Linked DNA regions of Zea mays: region 2 is linked to region 1. A link is a contact called in public Hi-C data. All regions are on one chromosome and are shown on one strand. Each heading gives the region's core, a stretch centred on a gene start, on an enhancer-like site or on the middle of the called end of the contact. The rest is flanking DNA. Distances are from core to core; before and after follow the strand shown. Region 1 has its middle 44 kb from the start of LOC100383867. Region 2 holds the start of LOC103653816 (cell division protein FtsZ homolog 1, chloroplastic).

Region 1 (2,915 bases), core at 214-2,713:
TTTTTCCGTCCATTTCCGTCCGTTTTCATCCCTACCTTCTAGTGCTTCCCTGTCACACTGCCCCTCACGCTGTAATGATGTGGTGTTTAATCATAACCATATACCGTCAATTATACAGGTGATTTTCAGAGGTATACATTGGTTTAGATTTTGGAGACTCCTACAGAAGGAAGAAACACAACAACAAATCCTTGTCGTGTGTCAGTCTTTGGAGGTGGTGGCCATGGAGGTCTTCGCGAGCCACGGGTGACGGTCTAATACAAGGATTGACGCGGTTTAGTGTTTGTGATCTTATATTCCATACCATATTTTAAGTTGAAGTTTGTTTGATTCACAAATTGTTGGGATGATGTATTATTTGAGTTGTATGGCTGTATGCATGAAAATGCAAAAGGCCGGAACGATATTTCCATTTCCAAAAAAAATGTGTATGCTCTAATTCTTGGCTGAACCTCTAGCAGGCAGCAGCCCCTCCATACTATTCCTTCTAGTGCTTCCCTGTCACACTGCCCCTCACGCTGTGGGGACATCAAAATCTCCTGCCCCTTCGGCGTAGGACCAGGCTGCTTCAAGCAAGGCTTCGAGCTCACCTGCAACCACACAACGCATCCTCCTGGCCTCTTTTTTGCAAACAGTACCAGCACTCAGATCAATTCCTTCCATCGTCGACGGCTATAACTATGTTTATGTTTCTACAATTGGTTTCCACATCACCAAGAGCCCAGGGGTGAACACCTACCACAGGACATGGGAGGCCCCTGCCAAGGGCGTCATGCTGGATGGAGCAGGGAACGACCTGCGCGTTGTGGGCTGCGGATGTCGACGTCTACCTGTTCAGCCATAGTACAGGCCATCTCATCGGTGCTTGCACAAGCACTTGCTGCAGAGACGAAAAAGAGATCAAGGGAAGTTCTACTGTGGAGGGACACTGTCAGGGACGAACGATGGCTGCTGCAAGATCATGTTGGCGTCGGACCTGAAACTACGAGCGTATGGCGTCAAAGTTGTTCGTCATGACGTCGCAGTAGCAAAACAACACCCTGATGTCAAGGTTATTGTATCGAATCGATACGGTTACTATACAGACGATCTCTACTCAAGTTGGGTAAACTCAAGCAATGTTGGAGGTTCGTGGCTTGAGATGGTCATCACAGACCAACCAAGCTGTGAAAGTGGCAAGATGAATCAGGACAGTTATGTCCTACCATCTGGTGGAGGCTACAATTGCTTCTGTCCCAGTTACGCTCTTGGCAACCCCTACGTTATAAATGGCTGCATCCAAGGTACATAATCTATCTATCTCTTGTTAGACAAATAAAGTGCTGAGCACCATGTAATCTTGTTGGAACCAGTATTCACGCGTTCAGTTTGTTTGGCGTAGTTTCATGGGTGGCTGGAACGCGCACAGACCATTCCATGACCGCCATGTAGGTTACCCCGTCGTGACGTCGTATTTGCGTTGTGCACGTCTTTCTGATCCGAAATTACAAGAGACGTGGAGCCTTCGTGCGACGGGGAAACGGCTATAAGCCGGATATATCTCGTTCATTATTGACTAGAGAATAAACTCAGAAAAGCTGCAGCCATCAGTCTGCAGGCCAAATTCTCTCGTGTGATATTTTTCTAGATGTGTGTGACTGCGTTCCAAATCAGTGATCCTACGCCGTGGTGATCGTGGCCAGCGTTCGCCGACGGTCTGCGTCGTCTTCACTCGTCAGGGAACCGACTGTGACGGCTCGGTTCTAACATCTCTCTATATATGTGTATATATGTAGGGCTGAAAAAAAAGCTCGACGAGCTGGCTCGGTCTCGCAGCAGCCCGAGCCGAGCCTGTTTTTGTGGCTCGTGAAAAGAGCGAGCCAACTCGACTCGGTGCAGCTTGCGAGCTGGCTCGTGGCTCGACCCAACAATAATTTATTGCATAAAATCTTAATTAGCATATAACATTAGTACCGAGTAGACAATTAATTTATGTTATTTAAGATTACTATAAAAAATAATCTATTTTATATATTATATTAGTGATATATCTATTTTACTAATTTAAAATATGTTATTTAAATTTTTTTTAGATTTTATATTATAATTTAGAGAGCTTGCTAGATGGGCGAGCCGAGACGAGCTCGGCTCAGCTCGGCTCGTTTCCACCCCTAATAACACATATATTATATATGTGTTATATTCATCACCTTAGTTGATAATCACCCACACTAAAATGACTTGTAAATTTAAGTTATTTATGATCTTTGTAAGTCATTTCAGGATAGTTGATCATCACCTAAGGTAGCATTATTCATCATCCTAGGTAATGATCACTCATCCTAAAATAACTTAATAATTTTTTATTAATTGTTAAGTCATTCATGATTTTTTGTTAAGTTATTTCAAGGTTGGTGATTAACATCTATGATAACAAATAGCGTGTATGTGTGCATGTTGTTTTCAAATATTTATAGATATGGATACCGGGGAATACTAGTTTAGGTATACCCATTCCTCATAGAGATTAGAGGGAATAGAAATGTCAATGGGTATCTGATAGCCGATGTGTAAATACCCCATATATTAGGGCCTGTGTATAGCGAATTTTGGTATCCATGAGCTCTTATTAGGCCATTTTCTATAACCATAAGAATGGTGGGTGTGGACATGTTCTCTCTTGTCCTATATATACCCGTTAAGATATGATATGTGGGTATAGATTATAGAAGTCCTCCATATAAAATACCAAAAACTTGTGTTGCACACAAAGATAGTTTACTATTGTTACATCTTTTGTTGTTGATGAGGTTTGGGGCTTCTATATTTTATATTTGGTTTTTAAAGTCGTGGTTAAAATGAGTATGTCTATTGAAACGTTAGTGGATATGGGTGATGGGTACCTGTTTCCCACGCGGGTGGTGGGTATATAGGGT
Region 2 (2,915 bases), core at 106-2,605, 70 kb before region 1:
ACCCGGGAGCACAGTACTCCTCTATCCAGCCTCTAGCCAGGAGGGTACACGCTACTCCCACCATCTCCCACGCCCAGTGCGCGGTTGTCTTTTCACGTATGGAATAGCCGGGTTCAGGCTTACCGGAGCATGTGGATAGTTGCAAAGTCTCCACCACAACAGGCCTACATCGAACGGTCCTTAATCGACACAGACGGGCGACCATGTTCGCTCAGCGTCTGGTCTAGATGTATTCAAACCATTTTCCCATTTTTGGTACCCGACAGGGGTACTCTTTTCCGAATGATGAACCCATTACGACCAAAGTGGAATCATCACCATAAGTTTGCTTTGATTTTTGAAACGAAAGGCCCATAACCAATGTTCCACAATCATTCTTTTTGAAAACAAATGATTTTTCAGTTTCTAAGCAGGGCTAAGCATTATCAGTTCTTTTTATAAAACCGGGATTAAGGAGTTTCCAAGGAATGGTAATGCATCAATTGTTTATCACACAACTCCTATCACCTAATGCATCAGATAAGGTGAAAAAGCATTTAAAACACAAGGAAGGGGCAAATGCGCCGGGGCTTGCCTGGAAGAAACACTAGGTTAGTGTTTGTTAGACGTCGATCACTTGACGATCAACCTTTGTTCCGATATTTGCTTCGTCTGTCCATCTTCATGTTCGTCCATCAGCATCACCTTGTGGAGAAGCTCATGCGCAGCGACATCTTGTGGTTGACTCAGCTTTGGTTCTCCGTATCACGCGGTTAATTCACGTACCTAAATGACATGCATTATGCACATGAATGTATATAGACATGAATATCACAAACCTAAATAGTGCTACGCGATAGCAAATTAAACACCTAGTGATGAAGCATCATACCATTTTATACAAAAACACTAGTTATCGACAGACGACTAAGCGCAATAATTGCATTTCTCTAGATTAACTGAATCTAACGCAAACATCATGAAACAATAAACGATACATATTTAATATAATTAGCCTAAACACAGCTTATCATTTAATTAATTAGAACACTAAACCTATCCTACTCATCACCTACACATCTCATATGTATATATATATATATATATATATATATATATATATATATATATATATATAGATATATATAAACCAATACACTATATACGATGAAGCATTTTAATAAACAATTAATACAACCACAACGCACGGTTACTATCGTCCAGAGAACTGACGCAACTAATATAACTTATTAATCCAAGCCTTGAACTAATAGTAAAACTAGCGAATCAGTGTACTATTACTAGTCGATACAAAATTCATGAGAACGACAATGATTCTGGTTCAGACCATCCATCTCTACTACTCCTTAAGTCTCTACCGTAGGCGTCCACTGGTGCAAGGTTCTGCCTGGTTCCCCGCCATCAACGCCCGGATCCCCACCCTCCTTCCCACCGCCGCCGCAATCAACGCGCTCCTCCCCCACGTGGATCCCTCCACCCTCCTCCCCACCGCCGCCGCTCGACCGCGGTTTCGTCGCACTCCTTCCTTCGAAAGCGCTCCTTTCCATCCTCGATTCCTCCTTCCTTCCATGTCGCTCCTTCCTTCGACGGCCAGCCTCATCCGGTCATTCCTCCTCGCTGTGCCCCCTCCCCCGTATTCAACCACCTCTTCCTCCTGCGGATCCACCACCGCCGTCCTCGCCCAACGTCTCCTTGACGCATATGCCCGCAGCGGCTCCCTCGCGTCCCCAATGTTGAGTCTGGCCTGTATGGAAGGAGTGCGGGCGTGGGTGGAGTGTGTAGAGAAATCCAAGCGAAACCCCGTGAGAGCGAGGTGACGGCAGACGGAGGCGAGTGGGTGAGCTGCGGGCGAGAGACGAGGTAGCGGGCTAGCGGATGGCGTCGCTGGTTGTAGTGGCCGCAGCGCTGCTGGTGGCGGCGCTGGTGGCATTCTGCGGCACGGACCCGCTCTGGACGGGGTTCGAGTCCCACCTCGTCGACCTTCCCGGGGTTCGAGTCCCACCTCGTCGACCTCCCCGATCCCGCCGAGATGTCGACGCACGCGGACGAACGGGAGTGGCTCCGCGGAGCCGAGGTGCAACCCCTCCAAACCGGCGTTCAAGGACGGCGCCGCTCACCAGTTGTATCTGGTCCGCCTCCTTCCCCTCCCCGTCCCCCTCCCTGATTTTTGAGTGATCTAGCCTGATCTGGGTCTAATGCTGCCCGCCCTTCCTGAATTTTCCTCTGCTGTGGTAGGTTGTGAAGAACTAGGGGTGGGAGCGCCTGTATGGCGGGCTTATGCCTTCTCTCATCGGCACCGCTGCCTCCCAGGTTGGTTCATTTGCCAGATTCGTTCCCCACTTTGTGAAGGTTGAGACGCTTCTGAATCTTTGCTAGCCTTGAGCGATCCAGGAGAGGGCTTGGCGATGGGTCTGTTGGGATGCTCCAGTCTCTCACTGTCTACTACTACTTGTACCAAATATCTACTGGACTCTGGATGGTAGGGTGCAAATGATTTAACTGTGTTAAATGTTAATTATTGTATGTTCTTCATTGTGTCCTAAGTCCTGATAATTGAACTATACAATTTCAGGGCATCGAATTTTATGCTATAAACACCGATTCCCAAGCCCTTATTAATTCACAAGCGCAATATCCTCTGCAAATTGGAGAGCAGTTGACCCACGACTTAGGTAATGTTATATGCTCCCTTTATTCATGCTCGTTGTGTGTAAAAGAAACACTGTCATGTAAATGTCAGTCTTCTTCTCATTTGCGATAACACACACAGTACATGGAATTCTGGTCAACTGAATGAATTGTGCCCTATAACAATGCATCACCAAAACTGTAAATTTCCATTGAAAATGTATCAGAGGTTGGCTAGATTCAGTAAATATGATACTACGTAACACATGCACAGGTACCGGTGGAAA

What was found. Hi-C and Micro-C count contacts between places; a contact is called where the count stands out from the background.
Region 2: a Hi-C map of leaf shows a contact between it and region 1, with 7 times the contacts expected there. The contact joins the promoter of LOC103653816 here to the enhancer-like site in region 1. A contact is called at or near these places in 9 of 25 Hi-C or Micro-C datasets (bundle sheath, ear, leaf and 2 more).

What each region holds. Positions count from the first base shown.
Region 1 is chr4:149,684,464-149,687,378 of Zm-B73-REFERENCE-NAM-5.0, reverse strand. No RefSeq gene overlaps it. Among protein-coding and RNA genes, the nearest start is that of LOC100383867, 44 kb to the right of the region's middle. Within about 2 kb of position 1,463, at least 5 of the 20 cell types and tissues checked have an H3K27ac peak or open chromatin away from gene starts, as enhancers often do. A contact at or near this core is called in leaf and leaf mesophyll, where this site is marked.
Region 2 is chr4:149,754,414-149,757,328 of Zm-B73-REFERENCE-NAM-5.0, reverse strand. It overlaps LOC103653816 (cell division protein FtsZ homolog 1, chloroplastic), which reads left to right and starts at 1,355. Exons shown (of 6, transcript XR_004857833.1): 1 at 1,355-2,129; 2 at 2,236-2,310; 3 at 2,392-2,479; 4 at 2,573-2,672; 5 at 2,903-2,915.